Linked DNA regions of Mus musculus: regions 1, 2 and 4 are each linked to region 3. The links are chromatin contacts, called in public HiChIP or PLAC-seq and promoter capture Hi-C maps. All regions are on one chromosome and are shown on one strand. The core of a region is the stretch at or near the end of the contact, and the rest is flanking DNA. Distances in the headings are between cores, read along the strand shown. Region 1 holds the start of Hnf1a (HNF1 homeobox A). Region 2 holds the start of Oasl1 (2'-5' oligoadenylate synthetase-like 1). Region 3 holds the start of Trpv4 (transient receptor potential cation channel, subfamily V, member 4). Region 4 holds the start of Acads (acyl-Coenzyme A dehydrogenase, short chain).

The links. Promoter capture Hi-C pulls out the DNA fragments that hold promoters and counts their contacts. HiChIP or PLAC-seq counts read pairs in DNA pulled down with a chosen protein or histone mark. Capture Hi-C pulls out chosen DNA fragments and counts their contacts.
Region 1: a FOXA1 HiChIP or PLAC-seq map of pancreatic cancer cells shows a contact between it and region 3. The contact joins the promoter of Hnf1a here to the promoter of Trpv4 in region 3. A contact is called at or near these places in 2 of 39 promoter capture datasets (embryonic stem cells and pre-B cells), 2 of 484 Hi-C or Micro-C datasets (the Ba/F3 cell line and embryonic fibroblasts) and 1 of 115 datasets of contacts at active chromatin or transcription factors (pancreatic cancer cells).
Region 2: a contact with region 3 is called in a promoter capture Hi-C map of adipose tissue. The contact joins the promoter of Oasl1 here to the promoter of Trpv4 in region 3. A contact is called at or near these places in 7 of 39 promoter capture datasets (the HPC-7 cell line, cranial neural crest, embryonic stem cells and 2 more), 1 of 484 Hi-C or Micro-C datasets (B cells), 4 of 115 datasets of contacts at active chromatin or transcription factors (bone marrow-derived dendritic cells, embryonic stem cells, large pre-B cells and 1 more) and 2 of 9 other capture datasets (adipose tissue and pancreatic islet).
Region 4: a contact with region 3 is called in a promoter capture Hi-C map of embryonic stem cells, with 2.4 times the contacts expected there. The contact joins the promoter of Acads here to the promoter of Trpv4 in region 3. A contact is called at or near these places in 5 of 39 promoter capture datasets (the 3T3-L1 cell line, embryonic stem cells, liver and 2 more), 1 of 115 datasets of contacts at active chromatin or transcription factors (pancreatic cancer cells) and 1 of 9 other capture datasets (liver).

Annotation. Positions count from the first base shown.
Region 1 is chr5:114,969,787-114,973,853 of GRCm38.p6, reverse strand. It overlaps Hnf1a (HNF1 homeobox A), which reads left to right and starts at 2,792. Exons shown (of 10, transcript NM_009327.3): 1 at 2,792-3,335. The coding sequence starts at 3,010. Hnf1aos1 (a long non-coding RNA gene) reads right to left here. Exons shown (of 6, transcript XR_878697.3): 1 at 3,817-4,067.
Region 2 is chr5:114,920,823-114,924,976 of GRCm38.p6, reverse strand. Oasl1 (2'-5' oligoadenylate synthetase-like 1) reads right to left here and starts at 1,737. Exons shown (of 6, transcript NM_001359945.1): 1 at 1,368-1,737. The coding sequence starts at 1,565. Gm13822 (predicted gene 13822) reads left to right here and starts at 2,716. Exons shown (of 2, transcript NR_166682.1): 1 at 2,716-2,926.
Region 3 is chr5:114,656,234-114,660,363 of GRCm38.p6, reverse strand. It overlaps Trpv4 (transient receptor potential cation channel, subfamily V, member 4), which reads left to right and starts at 1,943. Exons shown (of 16, transcript NM_022017.3): 1 at 1,943-2,022.
Region 4 is chr5:115,116,616-115,120,804 of GRCm38.p6, reverse strand. It overlaps Acads (acyl-Coenzyme A dehydrogenase, short chain), which reads left to right and starts at 1,459. Exons shown (of 10, transcript NM_007383.3): 1 at 1,459-1,580; 2 at 3,077-3,240. The coding sequence starts at 1,535.

The DNA of each region.
Region 1 (4,067 bases), core at 1,543-4,042, 310 kb before region 3:
AATTGTAACTTAGTTATTTTTTTTCTAATTTATTTCTTTTCATCTTAAGTGAGTTAGTGTTTTGCTTGCGTGTGTATGACTGAATGAGGGCGTTGAATTCCCTGGAACAGGAGTTACAAAGAGTTGCGAGCCACCATGTAGCTGAGGAATTGAACCTGGGTCGGTCCTCTGATAGAGCAGCCAGTGCTCTTAACTGCTAAGCCATCTCTCCAGCCCTGACTTCGTTATTTTTTTAAATGTGTGTGCTGGGGACAGAATTTATGTGTGCCAGGGACGTGCTCTACTAGTGAGCTATGTCTCTAGCCCCTTTAACGTTTCATCTTATTTCTATCTTAAAATTTAACACCGTTTGTCAAAAATAACACCCTTTCACACAAGACATTTCAAAATTTCTTGATAGCCACATGTGGTTGGTGGCACGATTGTTGGTAGCCACATATGGCCTTTGCTGAGAACGAGCACCTTACATGGAAAGGGACTTGTGGGGGAAGGGGGCGTGGTCGCCTGTCACATGCTTGGCTCTCTCACTGCATTCTTGCCCGCTGCTGGCCTGGAGGTTGTGGTCTCCTCCTTTGCCTCCCCCCCACTGCAAAACTTGACCCTGGCTCCAAAGAACCTTGAAGATTCTGGAAACTGCCGAGATTAGGGGCAGCTCTCTCCACCAGGTAAAGGACATGGGGGAAGATAAGGGCCAAGCTCCCTGGGGCCCCGCCAGGATGAGGGAAGGATGGACCTGTTCCTAATGGAAATGTGACACTTTACTTACAGTGGTTTTTTTTTGTTTTGTTTTGTTTTGTTTTTAATTTTTTTGGTTTTCCAAGACAGGGTTTCTCTGTATAGACCTGGCTGTCCTAGAACTCACTTTGTAGACCAGGCTGGCCTCCAACTCAGAAATCTGCCTGCCTCTGCATCCGGAGTGCTGGGATTAAAGGCGTGTGCCACCACGCCTGGCCAGTGTTTTTAATGAGCAATTAATTTATAATATGTAGCTCAGGCTGGCCCAGAACTCCTTGTCCATGTGATATATTTCTTTTGGTATTTTGTTTATTTGTTTTTGTTTTTGTTTCTCTTTTGTTTTGCTTTTCAAGACAGGGTATAGCCCTGGCTGTCCTGGAACTCACTCTGTAGACCAGGCTGGCCTCAAACTCAGAAATCTGCCTGCCTCTGCCTCCCAAGTGCTGGGATTAAAGGTGTGCGCCATCACCGCCTGGTGACGTATTTCTTACATGAATGAGGATCGAAAGCACATATTCACATAAAAAAGTGCATGTGGATGTTTCTAGAAGCCTTGCTCACTGCAGCTAAAACGTGGGCGGAACATAGGTAATTAGCTGTCTATGGATGCACCGGAAAGTGCCTGGTCTCCTTGCAAAAGTTCCCCACCCACCATTCACTATCGAGGGGATAAAATGAGATCTGCGCTCTGGATGGAGTGAACTTCCGGCCTCCATGACTGCCAGAGGCGGGGCTAGAGACCTGCATAGGAATGGGCTGCTCAGGAGAACAGTTTCTTTAGGATGATGAAAGTGTTTTAAATTGATCGATTGGTGCGCTGCATGCTGGGATATGCTTATGGCTGCTAACAGCTGCTGCATTTCAAAAGGCAAGAGGGCTGGGCAGGTGACAAGTCAGACTGCCTGGGTTCCACAGAGTGGAAGAGAGAGATAGCTGATTCCTGCAGTTGTTCCCCGACCTCCACACCCAAGCTGTCACACATACACACACTCTCGGGAACACACACACACACACAAAAAGATTTAAAAAATATATAAATGCTTTCATTAGGTAATACTGACAAAAGTAATACTTGAGAAAAATTAAAATGGTGTATTTGGGGCTGGGGTTCTGGCTCTTGGTAGAGCCCTTGCCTTGAGTATACAAGGCCCTGGGTTTGACCCCAGCAAGACTAAAAACTGGCTGTGGTACGGGTCTGTAATTCCAGCACTTGGGAGCTAGAGGTAGGAAAATCAGGAGTTCAAGGTCAGCCTGAACTACATCGTAAGACTGTCTCAAACAAACAAACAAACAAACAAACAAAAAACCCCAATACATATGTGTGCGTGCACAGACACAGAGAGATACACACACATACACACACACATAGATTAGATATACACACACATAAAATTAGATACACAGACACATACAAGACACAGAGACATACACAAACATAGATTAGTTATACACACACATATAGATTAGATACACAGATACACACAGACACACACACACACACAGACACACACACACAGGACACACACACACACACACGTTCTGGTTCGGATCACACAATGATAGGATGCAATACATTATAACCCAGTATCCTCAACACAGAAGTCTGAAGTGCTAAGACAACAGGGGTTTTTCCCCCCCTGGGAAGTCTGATGTTGGGCTAGGACTGAGGGTGCAGTGACCCACTCCAGGAAATGTGACCTGATTCTGCCCTGGAGAACCGGCCCAGTGGCCCAGAGCTTCCTGCTGTCCCAGCGGCCCAAAGAAACAGGCTTTTAAAGTTCTCCTGTGCCAGGCTGAAAGCATCCTGGAGAGTGGGACCCAGCGCCGCACCCAGAGGCCTCCTGGCTCCTGCTGCCTCTAGCCCTGCGCCCCTGGCCCCTCTCCACCTCCCCCACCCTCCCTTCTGCTCACTCCCAATTGCAGGCCATGACTCCCGGTCCCGGTCCCTCTCACCCGCCATGAGGCCTGCACTTGCAAGGCTGAAGTCCAAAGTTCAGTCCCTTCGCTAAGCGCACGGATAAATATGAACCTTGGAGAATTTCCCCAGCTCCAATGTAAACAGAGCAGGCAGGGGCCCTGATTCACTGGCCGCTGGGGCCAGGGTTGGGGGCTGGGGGTGCCCACAGAGCTTGACTAGTGGGATTTGGGGGGGCAGTGGGTGCAGCGAGCCCGGTCCGTTGACTGCCAGCCTGCCGGCAGGTAGACACCGGCCGTGGGTGGGGGAGGCGGCTAGCTCAGTGGCCTTGGGCCGCGTGGCCTGGTGGCAGCGGAGCCATGGTTTCTAAGCTGAGCCAGCTGCAGACGGAGCTCCTGGCTGCCCTGCTCGAGTCTGGCCTGAGCAAAGAGGCCCTGATCCAGGCCTTGGGGGAGCCAGGGCCCTACCTGATGGTTGGAGAGGGTCCCCTGGACAAGGGGGAGTCCTGCGGTGGGAGTCGAGGGGACCTGACCGAGTTGCCTAATGGCCTTGGAGAAACGCGTGGCTCTGAAGATGACACGGATGACGATGGGGAAGACTTCGCGCCACCCATTCTGAAAGAGCTGGAGAACCTCAGCCCAGAGGAGGCAGCCCACCAGAAAGCCGTGGTGGAGTCACTTCTTCAGTAAGGACCCCAACCTGTCCCCAGCACCCAGGAAGGAACTCATAGCGCCCCATTCTATGCTCCTGGCAAGCTTCACTTCCCGTCTAGGGGGCCTTAGGAGCTGTGGTCTTCAGGCTGGTGGTTAAGGGCTTCTTGCCGAACCTACCCCTCTGTTTGGCCCTACATACCCCGTATCCGTGGGCCACCTGTTTGCAGTCCGGCCTTTAGGAAACAGGGACAGGCCTGAGGTCACTTTGAAACAGAGGACAAAGGAAAGCCAGCCCCAAGAAAATGGTTGGAGAACTAGTGGGTGGTAGAAATCCTTCCCCAGTGTGGTCGTTTGTGCTCCCACAAATTCCACCTTCTTGGCTGGGGGGGGGGTCAGATCCAGGTTTGGGGCCCCAAAAGCCCCTGAGGAGGCCGGGCTGATGTTGGGCTTTTAGGGGATTTCCTGATCCGCCAGGGCCTTAAGCATCTGGCAGGGTACGCTTGGGTTTCTTACCTGGGGCAGATGGAGCTGAAGGTGGCAGTTTCCCTGCATGGCCAGGTGCTGCTTGCCCCTGACCCCAGCCTGGTCAGATAGCAGGGTTAGAGGCCTCCCCATACCAGACCCCCCTCTTCTGTTGTCTGGCTCCCCATCTCCTGGAGTGCTGAGTGGGTCCCGATTTCAATGCCTCCCCCGTCTCTCTCCTCAGCAAAGCCGTTCTGGTTACTAATTACCCACGCACGCCATTATTTCTTTTGTTTTATAAA
Region 2 (4,154 bases), core at 488-2,987, 260 kb before region 3:
AACAATTGGCTGAGGTTAGTTCTTCTCCAAAGCTGTGTGTGTGCGCATGTGTGCATCCTGCACTAGTGCACACTTGTGTGTGGAGATCAGAGGGCAACCTTGGGTATTGTTCTTTAGGCTGCTCATTTGGTTTTTTTGACACAGGGTATTCTACTGTGCCCTAGGGCTTGCAGATTTGGCTAGACTGATAGGCCAAGGAGACTGGTTGGTAGGCCTAGTGGTTCTCTTGTCTCTGCCTCTGCAGGGCTGGGATAATAAGTTTGAGCAGCTACACTCAGCCCTTGCCCCACCCCCTTCCAGGGTCTGTTGAACCTGTGATCCTTAGCTCAGCTAGGGGGTAGGGGTGGCAGTTGGAAGAAGGATTTAAGGAGGAAAAAAAAATATTAGTGAGAAACTTGGGTCACCGTTTGAGTAGCCGGGTTCAAATCCCAGCTCTGACGTCAGCAGTTACATCTCTGAACAAGCCCAATGGCTACTCTCAGCCTCCATTTTAAGAGTCTTTCAGTTATCAAAATATTAAAACGTGGAAAAAATTAGGAAGAAGATACCATCCAGGCAGCCAGCACATCTAAACTTGCCACATCGGTGACTGTCTTTCTTTTGTACATGCTAGGCTTTCACTCTAGCCTTGAGCCACATCCACAGATCCCGCATTTGTGTCATCTCAATCACTTTAAAGTGAGTAGCGGACAGCAAGGAGCTTTGCCCCAATACAGCATAGCATGTGTCCCCCTAAAGAGAGTTCCCCACCCCAGTAGGTGCGATTTAACTTGACAAACGGCAGTTTTCTTACCAAAATGCAGGTCATATTAAACATTTACCACTCATCCCCAAACTCACACTCTCTCTGTGTCTCTGTCTGTCTGTGGTGTGTGTGTGTGTGTGTGTGTGTGTATGTGTGTGTGTGTGTGTGTGTTGTTCTGTGATATGTAACCTAGGCTGTGAACCAACCATCCTCTTGCTTCTCTACCTCCCACATGCTGGGGTTGCAAGAATGGGCCCCCAAGTCAGGCTCTCAAAAATTGTTATTTACAAATTACATGTCAGGATCCAACTAGAGGCCTTGCATTGCATGTGGTCACTGTAGCTCTGACATTGTGGAGCCTTTGTTAGGCTCATCTGTAAAATGGGACAAGAATGGTATCTATCTCTCAGAGTATAAGTTTTAATGATAGAATATGCAGGCTTTCCCTACCATTTTCTCCAGAGGTGGTCTTTTATTATCTTCTTTAGTAGTTCATTCTGCTCAAGGCTCGCGGGGCTGTCTCGAGATGTCAGAAGCGTGAACTAGGGATCACGAGGCGAGGGGACTCCCTGGCACTGGGGTTTGCCCTGTCCTGGCTGGGAATGGTGAAGTCCAGTCTTACCTTGAGTACCTTGAGCACGCGCACATCCCGAGCCGGGCCACGATCTTCACGGAAATTCTCCTGCCTCAGGAACTGCTCCACTGTCTGCACGGTCTCCAGGACCTCTTCTTTCCACTCTCTGGTTGGCTGCAGCCACTGAGCCACAAAGGAGTCCAGCTTGGAGGCCGGGAAGCCGTACAGCTCCTGGGCGACTGCCATGGCTACAAACTGACCGTCAGCTACCTCAGGCAGGCGCAGGGCTATATAGCCAAGCACCCATCCAGCTGCCGGTACTCACCTCCTCCTTTTTTAAGGCGGCTCCTTTCCAGCTGACCTCTGGCACCCAATGGCGGAAAGGGGGGTGAAGAGAGAAGCTTGGGAGCATGGCTCTATGGGGGGGTCCCCTCCTTGGAGATTTATTGTCATGGTAGGTGTGCCGAGGGACCAGAGGCTGGGGTTGGCCGGTCTGGACCGCCTTAACAGGGTTGGCATGGGGCCAACTTTTGTGCTGTTAAGTTTCGATTCTCAACATTTGTAGTTTCTCTTTTGTGACGTTTGTAAACTGAAATTGGCTTGAGTCTGACCTTCCAGAGACACCTTGTCTGGATGACTTAGGCCAACTGCCCCGACCCGTCATAGGGAAACTGAGGTTTGGAAAGAGAAAGAGCCTAGTCATGGCTGTGGTAAGGAATGAGGAATCTGGAATCAGAAGGACACTTTGAGGTTGTCAGATGCTTTTTCTTTATTTTATTTCAAAGAATTATTATTATATTTATATAAAAGTTAGTATATTTCATTTAAAAGATTTAAATTTTTATTTATATTTTATTTACTTTATATTTACATATATTTATATGAGAAAATTATATTTATGTATTTTGGGTTTTTTTTTAGGAGGGGGACGCATGTCATGGCACAAATGTGGGGGTCAGAGTAAAACCTGCAGGGGCCTGTTGTCTGCTTCCACCGCACGTGGATTTTAGGACCCATACTTGGGTCATTAGGCGTGGCAATATGGTGTGAAACGAGGAAAAGAGAAACTCATATGGTAGGACATGAAATATGGCGAGAAACACTGAAAAACGTGCAAAAAGAGAAACACACGGTAGGACCTGGAATATGGCGAGAAACAGTGAAAAACGTGAAATATGAGAAATACACACTGTAGGACCTGGATTGTGGCCAGCCTGGTCTACAGAGTGAGTTCCAGGACAGCCAGGACTACACAGAGAAACTCTTATCTCATAGAAACAGGAAACAAAACATCTTGAATGTGTTTGCATTTAAGCACGCAAACACCACACACACAGTCTCAATAAAACGTTTTCAAAGCCAAAACAACCCAAATGAAGGTGCCTCTAACAGAGATCGTTACAGACATGAGACCTAGCAGGGGCTGTGTAGAGAAGTGGGTGGAGCCGGGCTCTGAGGTAGTTAAAGATTCAGAGCTGGGGTTGCTGAAAGAGTTCAGCAAAGCAGAACGAGGAAGAGCAGGAGGGTGAAGGAAAGGAGAACGTTCTGGAAGCCAAGTGATAATGCTGTTTGACAAAGAGGAAGTGGCTCACTAAGTCACATGTCAGGTGAGCCCGTTCAGCCTCCTTCCCAGGGTGAATCAGAAGCGTGGCGTGCAGAGAACTTAGAACCTAGCATGATCGCTCTGCCACCTTCTGTACTAAAGATAGACGGCAGCAATGCTACAGGCAGGGAGATGGGTCTGACACCGTGTGGCGGTCCATGCAGGATGCAGCAGTGAGCGGGCTGTGGTGGCACAGGCCTTTAATCCCAGCCCTAGGGAGGCAGAGGCAGGTGGATCTCTGTAAGTGTGAAACCAGACTGGTTGATACGGTGAATTCCAGGTCAGCTGAGGCTGCGTAATGAGACCTGTCTATAGAAAGAGAGAAGAGGGGCTGGAGAGATGGCTCAGCGGTTAAGAGCACTGACTGCTCTGTCGGAGGAGGTCCTGAGTTCAATTCCCAGCTACCACATGGTGGCTCACAATCATCTGTAATGGGATCCGATGCAGTCTTCTAGTGTATGTCTGAAAATAGCAATTAAAAAAAAACTCTTATAAAAATAGATAAATCTAAAGTTAAAAAGAAAAAAGGAAGGAAGAGGTGGGCAGGGGGGCGATGGGCACAGAGCGGATAAGGAAAGGGGCTGGGTCCCAATTTTTTTCTTTTTTTTAATTCTTTTTTTTAATTGGATATTTTCTTTATATACATTTCAAATGCTATCCCAAAAGTTCCCTATACCCTCCCTCCACCCTGCTCCCCTACTCACCCACTCCCGCTTCTTGGCCCTGGCATTCCCCTGTACTGGGGCATATAAAGTTTACAGTACCAGGGGCCTCTTTTCCCAGTGATAGCTGACTAGGCCATCTTCTGCTACATATGCAGTTAGAGATACGTGCTCTGGGGGGACTAGTTAGTTCATATTATTGTTCCACCTATAGGATTGCAGACCCCTTCAGCTCCTTGGGTGCTTTCTCTAGCTTCTCCATTGGGGGCCTAGTATTCCATCTTATAGATGACTGTGAGCGTCCACTACTATATTTGCCAGGCACTGGCATAGCGTCATGCGAGACAGCTATAACAGGGTCCTTTCAGCAAAATCTTGCTGGCATTGTGCAATAGTGTCTGGGTGGTCCCAAGTCTCTGAAGGAGGAGGAAGCAGGGATAGCTGATCCCCTCTGGCTTCGTCCATTAGTGAAAGGAGGAATAGCAGAGCCGGTGGAAGCCTAGGAGTGAGTCTGCAGGAAGAAATGGAGGTGCCTTGCATGTGGAGGTGGGAAGCTTCATGGGGAGACCA
Region 3 (4,130 bases), core at 694-3,193:
GGCTGCTGGGAATTGAACTCGGGACCTCTGGAAGAACAGCCAGTGCTCTTAACTGCTGAGCCATCTCTCCAGCCTCAAGATCACCACTTTGAATGTAGTATGCATGCACATGAGAGAGACCATCTCTGTGTGTGTGTGTGTGTGTGTGTGGTTGTACATCTGTGTGTGTCTCACTCTGTGTGCGTGTCTGTGCCTATGCCTGTCTTGCTGGGGACAGAACACAAAGACTCCCACACACTAGGCAAGCCCTCTATCCCAGCCTGTCTTGCTTCTAAGGACACAGATCAGTGACATTGAGGACATTCAGATTATGCAGCCACCATACCATCCAACACCTCTATTTTCTGCCTCTTGTGAAGCTAAAACTCTACCCAGTGAACAAGAACTTCACAGGTCTGGGTTCTACTAACCCAGGCTCTATCCATCAGACTCTTGCTGTGTAGCCCAGGTTGGCCTCAGCCATCCCAGTGTCAGGATGGCATACCTTGTTCAACCAGCTCTTGGTGTGTGGGATGCGGAAGGAAGCCAGAGGGTCGACCTTAGGAGTTTCTCAGGGTCATCCACGCTGTGTTTTGGCAGGGTCTCTGAGCCCCCGGGATCTGCCTGCCCCTACTTTCTTAGCACTGAGATCGTGAATGTGTGGAACCACATTGGGGATTTTTTAAAATCTGGATTCTGGTGGCTGAACTCAAGGCCTCGAGTTTACCCGGCAGGCACTTTACCAAACTGAGCCATCTCCCAGGCCAGGGCCCTCAACCCAAGCTTGTAAAAGCATCTGCTAAGCCCAGGTGTTGGCCCTGTTGACTAGATTCAGGGTCCTCTTGAAGAACCCCAAGCATCCACGTAGGGGCATTACCTAATCTGTGGCAGGGCAGAATTTTTATCCGGGTGTCCTTGTAGCTGTCAATCACCAGCCTCCTAGGCCGAGCCACAGTCTCTTTTGCATGGGAGCCTCAGTTTCCCAGTCTGTGAGATGGGACTGGGTGAGCAAGGCAACTAAGTGCTGAGGGTTCTTTCCTCCCCACCCTGAAGAACAAGTCAGCCTCTTTGATGGATGCCTCAGCCTCCGTTCAGCCCCAACTTCAGGTGTGAAAGGCCTGAGCTTCAGGCTTCCTGTCGGGGAGGTAAGGGGGCATCGCGCACACCCCCTCACGGCTGCCAGACAGCTGCCAGCTCACTCTGCTGGAGACCACGGCCACCCAAATAGCGATGTTCTTTCCCCACCCCAAGGCAGTGGCTTGCGGAGGCCCACCCTCCTATCCAGGCCTGTTTCCCAACTGTAAGTGGGCCCAGCTCACCTCAGGCTCAGTTAAAAGAGGTTTACTTGCCAATGCCACCCCGCTCCAAACACACAGCTTAATTAGTGAGTTAGCTATTAAGATTTAAGTTGGTCGCCATGTTGGTTTTTATTTAGGCCCCTTCAATCCTTCTTTCTACACCCCACCCCCAACCCCACCCCCCGGCCTGCTGTTTGCCCAGGCTGGTCATCCCTAGTACTGTGCTGCGGGCAGGCTGAACAAGGACCGCAAGGAAGTCGCTAGGCTCACCAAGGCAGTCCCCCACCCAGCCTAGGAAAAGGAACGGTGATGTTAGGGGCTCTGTAAAGACCTGGTGCCCCTAGCATCTTCCGGATGATGGCTATAGGTGGAGGTTCAGAATGGAGACTCTGAGGTTCAGACTTAAGGAGAGCCGTGGCTTGGTGGGTAGTGTGTGGGTGGGTGGCGGGGAGTCCTCTCCAGTGCCCGGTGTGCCTCGCGGGCTTTTTTCTACCAGCCTTTGATGGGTGTGAGCTGCCGGGCAAGCGGGTTCCCGGGCTGGGCAGGCGACGGCCTGGGCGCAGGAACCAGGGATGAATGGAAGAGCGAGGCACCGAGCCAGGTGGCGGCGCGCAGGCCGGGGAGGACCCTGGGGTGGGCGGGCGCGGGTGGGCGGGACCCCGCGGGGCGGCGCGGCCGAAGCGCAGCAGGAGGAGGACGCGGCCGGAGGGATCAGGAAGCGGCGGCGCTGCGCCCGCGTCCTGAGGTGAGTGGGGCTGCTCCGGGGAAGGGATCCGCGAGTTCCTCGCGACCCCTCCCAATGACGGGGTTCGAGGTTCGCCGTCCCCGCCGCGCGCGGGATAGCGGGAGGCGACGCCACCACGAAAGTCACCTGTGGATTGGGCGCCGACCTGGGATTGGGGGAGTGTGGTGCAGATCTAGGTCACCTAGACCCGAGTCCCGAAACCAAAGGCCAGGGGCGGCCACCTACCCCGGACCAGCTCCACTTAGGTAGGGCGCGTGGCAGGGATGGGCGCGTGGGAGGGAACTGCGCGCCCGCAGCTTCCAGGGCTGCTTTTTGGAGTTTCAGAGAGATGGCCCCGCCGGGGAGAGGATGCAAAACTTTAACCTTAGTTTTACCCTGGAGACTCGAAGTGGCCTCCTAGGACAGGAAGAGATTTCCAAACTCCCCATTTGACTGAAAAATCCAACTTCAGACTCCCTTGGGACTGTCTTCCATTCCAGAAGGGCCCAGCCCAGCCGTGCCCCGTCCCCTGTGTAGATGAAGAAACCCAGGCTTGGGGGTAAGGATGGAGCCTAGTGAGCTGAAACCTGGGCGCTGGCTGGCTGCTTTGAAAACCCTCCCCACTGGCCTGTCCACAGCCCGGGTTAGGAAGTACCGAGGGATGAAGTCCTCAGCCCGGACTGGGGAGGGGGTGGCACGAACCTTGTACTTCTGAGCGCACATCGCATGTGATCTTTGTTCAGCGAGGTAAGAAATCCTGGCAGAGCTGAGCCCGAATGCCTTGGCTGTTGGCCATGTGGGGACAGCTCAGGCCTGGTGCTGCCCAAGGTGAGGTGTCTGTCAGTCATCACTATGTTAGGAGCACAGTCTGGGTGGACTCTGGGCATGCTCTGCCCTCCTCTGCGGTGTGACCTTGGTCTAGTCCCCTAGCTGCCTGAACCGCAGTACTTCTTTAATATTGTTATGGGAACACATTCTGGGGCTGTTGAGGGAGCCCTGGAGGGGTTTGCCGCAGCAGTTTGAGCTGGCCATTCCATTTCCACACTGTCTTGACAGAGAATAGGAAAGGGCCATTTTATTTTATTTATTTATGCATTTATTTATGTATGTATTTATTTATTGGTTTTTTTCGAGACAGGGTTTCTCTGTGCAGTCCTGGCTGTCCTGGAACTCACTTTGTAGACCAGTGTGGCCTCAAACTCAGAAATCTACCCGCCTCTGCCTCCCAAGTGCTGGGATTAAAGGCATGCACCACCACTGCCTGGCGAAAAGGCCGTTTTAATGCCTTCCTCCTGTCTGCTGTAGAGAAGACCAAGGGAGACCTCCCCCCTCCTTCTTGATTTTTTCGGACATCTCTGGGAGCAGGGGCTCCCCACAATTGGCAAACATCCTTCTTGGCTTTGCTCAGACTCTCTTTGAAGCCAGAAGGGATGGTGGCATCAGAGGACATTTGTGTGAGATCCACTGGAGTCTGAGGTGTGCCTGGGTGGAGGATTCCTCTGAGCCCCGAGAAGGTGCCTGGACTTTCGAGGAAATCCAGATGCCGTATGTCCAAGAAGGAAGGCCTCCTCCTCTTCTGGCCCTCACCTGCTTCCCTGTCCCCAGTAGGGGCTTCTTGGAAGCTCGGTACCACAGGATGCTGGCCCCTTAGATTGAGATTGGCCTAGTTATCGTGTGAGGGGTGTGACCCGAGCTCATATGCCCCATTCTCGTCCCTTCCACAGCTGCAGCTCCTGGTGGGCAGCACTGTCTCATGCCTGAGGGAGGAAGACAGATCCAGAAGGCATCAGGGTGCCTTTGATCAAGGTGGTGACTGGGCTGCACCTTGAAGAATAAAAACAGGACTGGGGGAGAGGGCATTAGGAGGGACCTGCACTAGCTGAGACACGTCTCGCCAGTTCTGCGCTGGGGGATGTAGGGTGTGGGGAGCAGAGACACTTCCGTTTGTCCAGAGTTGTGTGAGCCAGGCCAAGGCCAACTTAGAAGCTCTGAAAGTTGGGGGGTGGGTGGGAAGGGGGAGATGCCACCATTGTTTGTGTGGTATAGCAAGATCCTTTTAGCTGTAGAGCGGACACAATCGCAGGGAATGACTCAGGGAGCTCAGGGGTCCCCAGGCTGGGGGGGACCCG
Region 4 (4,189 bases), core at 210-2,709, 460 kb before region 3:
CCTGGCAGCTGTCTCGTTTTTGGAGACAGTTTTTTCTTACTGAAGCAGGAACTCACCAGCCCCTTTAGACTGGATGTCAGTGAGCTCCCAGAATCCTTGTCTTTGCAGTCCCCATCGGATGGAATCCTGCACCCAGGTCAAATGGATGCTGGGGTTCCAACTCAGGTCATGCTCACATGTGAAGTCTACCCTCTGCACCACCTCTCAGGCTCCAGTGTCTCTCTTTCGTCTTCCATCCGGTTCTGTCTGGTGACCAGGTAGGGAAGACGGATGGATGACCAGAGGATTGGGCAAAGAGTCAGCACGTTATTTGAAAGCCCCCCCCCCCCTTTAAAGGCAGTTCCAGACTTTGGGGGTGGGGGAAGAAATGGACAGATGGGATCATTTGCAGTCTAAACTACCACCCTCTCTTCAGTGTATTGTTTTCTAGGTAGTGGTGGGCTGTGAAGTTCAGTGAGCAGATATGTAGGGTGCATGTAAACCAGGGAGCTAATGACACTGACAGTCTCTGGGACCGAGCGAAGTTGTTCTGAGGGTGCTAGGACTCAACCCTCAACCCTTGGAGTTAATGGGCAGTACCCCTACTCCCAGCAGGGCTCTGCCCCCCCCCCCCCCACGAGGTGCAGAAGACAGTAGCTCTGTTTCACATTCACATCTGAGGGCTGGAGGGAATCTTCCTGCCCAGCATCCCCATGCAATGGGCTAGATACTGAGCCTTCCAGGCTTTTTGTTTTTTGTTTTGTTTTGTTTTAAAGATTTATTTTATTATTTTATGTACATACACTGTAGCTGTCTTCATACACTCCAGAAGAGGGAGTCAGATCTCATTACGGATGGTTGTGAGCCACCATGTGGTTGCTGGGATTTGAACTCTGGACCTTCGGAAGAGCAGTCGGGTGCTCTTACCCACTGAGCCATCTCACCAGCCCCCTTCCAGCCCTTTTGGAATCCACAGACTAGTGTGAGAGATGAATAGTAAATAAATAAGTAAAATAAAAGGCTGGATGTAAAACTGTGGGCTAGGAATGGTAGCATGAAATCCAGGCAAGAGGGCAAAAGCTGCCTGCCTTGTGTGGCCGAGCAAAGATGGTCAGGGAGCCAGGGATTACGCTGACAGCTGACAGGATGCAGAAGTGGGTGGGCAGGAGTAGGTGCTAGCTCTTCTCTTCTCTCCCTAAAACTGAACCCAGCGCCTTATGTCTGCTAGGCAGGGAGGACCTCCTCACGCCCTCTTTAAACTTTCATTTTGAAGATACTGCAAAGTTGCCCAAGCTGGGCTTGAATTTACTCCGTAATACAGGGAGAACCTGCAATTCTGCCTCAGGCTCAGAAGTCGCTGGAATTAAGTTGACTTCCTGGGTGAGGCCCGGACCCTAGGTCGTGAGCCTGTCTCAGGCCTGCCCCTGCGGCCCGGTGGGCGTGGCCCGGGCTCGGCGCCGGCCCCGCCCCTGCAGCCGTGTGGGCGTGGCCCAGGCCCTGCCCCTGCCGTCCGGAACTCCAGAGCTGCTGCAGGAGGTCCTGGAGGTCTGTGCCCATGGCTGCCGCCTTGCTCGCCCGGGCCCGTGGCCCTCTCCGTAGAGGTGAGTGCGGAGCCCCAGGGCGGGTCACAGGGCGGAGATCCTGGCGGCCGGTCCTGCTGTGGCCCCGGGCAGACGAGTGGGCAGCACCCAGTGGCTGCGCGTGGCCTTTGTCCTAGTTTGGTAGCCTCTGGCCGGTGCAAGGCCCAGACTCTGAGGGATCCGGGCTCCTGCTCGGCGCTTTTCCCGCGGGTCCCTCATCGCCAGCTCCCCTTATGCGGCCCTATCCACACCCCTTACGCCATTTCAGTCCTAGCTGAGGTTCTGGGTGAGTTGGTCCTTCATGGCGGGGGGTGGGGGGAGGGGCTTGGCATTTAACTCCGACCTATGACCTTGGACATAACTCTCAACCTCTCTGCATCAAGTGGTCCAAGTGTCAACTGTTTCCATCCTCAGAGCTCTATTAAATCACAGGATGCATCGTGGTTGGCATCTAACGTGTTTTCTTAACGTTAGCATTTACTTTTTTGTTTGTTTGTTTTTGTTTTGTTTTTCGAGACAGGGTTTCTCTGTATAGCCTTGGCTGTCCTGGAACTCACTTTGTAGACCAGCCAGAAATCCGCCTGCCTCTGCCTCCTGAGTGCTGGGATTAAAGGCGTGAGCCACCACGCCCGGCATACTTATTTTTAATAGTGTTTCCTCTCCTGTGCAGCAGCCCTGACACTATGGCCACCGCTTCCTTTGGCTAATCCAGAGTCACATTAACAATTAGATCAGTGTTAAATAAGCCATTAAGTACTTCTTTAATCTTTCCACTGCCGGGAGCTGAGTTCTGTTCTTGTCCACATTTTATAGAACTCCCAGACCCCAGACCCAGTGAAACTTAAAATCCATTTCCGAGGTGTTGTAAATGGGATTATATGGAGGAAGTGTTTAGCGAGCAGTTAAGCATTCAGTTAGCCTGGGCTTTTCTGTAACACTCTGTTGACATTGTATCAATACATTTTTTTTTTTTTCTATTGAGACAGGGGTGGGGGGGTGGGGGGTGGGGGGGTGGAGTGGTGCTCTTTTTTTTTCTTAAAAGTTTATTTTTATTTTTATTTGTATGAGTGCTTTGCCTGCATGTGTGCCTGCATAAGTGTGCCGTGTCCCACAGAGGCCAGAAGAGTGTGTTGGATCCTCTGGACCTTTCATTACAGACAATTAGCCACTCTGTAGCCTGGTTCCTCTGAAAGAGCAACAAGTGCTCTTAACTGCTGAACCATTCCTCCAGACCCTGGGATGAATGAAATCTTGACTTATTGCATAGGCTAGCCTGAACTCCAGGCTACCTCAGCGTTTGTTCTTCTTACAGAAGATCTGAGTTCAGATCCCAGCGCCCATGTTGGGCAGCTCCTAATCCCCTGTAAGGTCCAGGGGATCTGACGCCCTCCTCTGGCCTCTGTGGGTACCTGCATGCATGTGTACATACATAAACACAGACTCACAGACACATAAAGAGAAAGGAGTCTTAAGATCTTTCACACTGTCCTTCCCTAACTCGGATCATCCTCTGATAGCTCTCGGTGTTCGGGACTGGCGACGGTTACACACTGTTTACCAGTCTGTGGAGCTGCCTGAGACACACCAGATGTTGCGTCAGACATGCCGTGACTTTGCCGAGAAGGAGTTGGTCCCCATTGCGGCCCAGCTGGACAGGGAGCATCTCTTCCCCACAGCTCAGGTGAGTGCAGCAGCCTCACTGTGAGTGTGTGGCTCAGAGTGGCTCACAGTGTCCAGAGGCGGCAGCCAGGGGCGCCACGACCTCTGGTAGGAAGCTCAGAACATACTCTGAATGTTCAGCATCTGGCCCCTAGCCAAGATGTGCCAACTTTTTAAGAAGATGCATTTATTAACTAAGTGCATCTATGTGTGCCTGTTTGTCTGGATTTTATGTGCATGCCTGGCCTGTCACCATATGTCCTGAAACTGGAGTTACAAGCAGTTATGGGTGCTGGGAATTGAACCCTGGTCCCCTGCAAAAGCAGCAAGTGCTCTTAACCTCCGCGCCGTTTCTGCAGCCCCTCTTTGGTTTTCCTGAGACAGGCTCTGAGTGTGCAACCCTGACCGGCCTCAGACACACTGAACTCGCCCTGCCCTTGCCTCTTGTGTGTGTGTGTTTTTTTTCTAAAGATTTATTTATTTGTTATATATAAGTACATTGTAGCTGTCTTCAGACACACCAAGAAGATAGCATCAGATCTCATTACAGATGGTTGTGAGCCACCATGTGGTTGCTGGGATTTGAACTCAGGACCCCTGGAAGAGCAGTCAGTGCTCTTAACCGCTGAGCCATCTCTCCAGCCCACCTCTTGTGTTTTGATAAAGGCACCCCCTACCACACCTGGCACTACGGTATTTACAAATACCGAGGTCGTTCTTTTGTAAACTGTATCATTATCATGCGTGTGTATGTGTGATATGCTTGTGGATGGTGTCTGCCATGGCCTGAGTGGGGATGTCAGGGGACAACTGTAGGACTGTGTGGGACTGGGTTCTCTACCCCTTCACTTCTACATGGAGTCCAGGGGTCAACCTCGGGTCATCAGGCTTGGCAGGTGCATCACCCTGTAGTTGGTTTCATTTATGTATATGTGTGTGTGAGAGTGTCAGGTATGTGCTGGTGCCCTCAG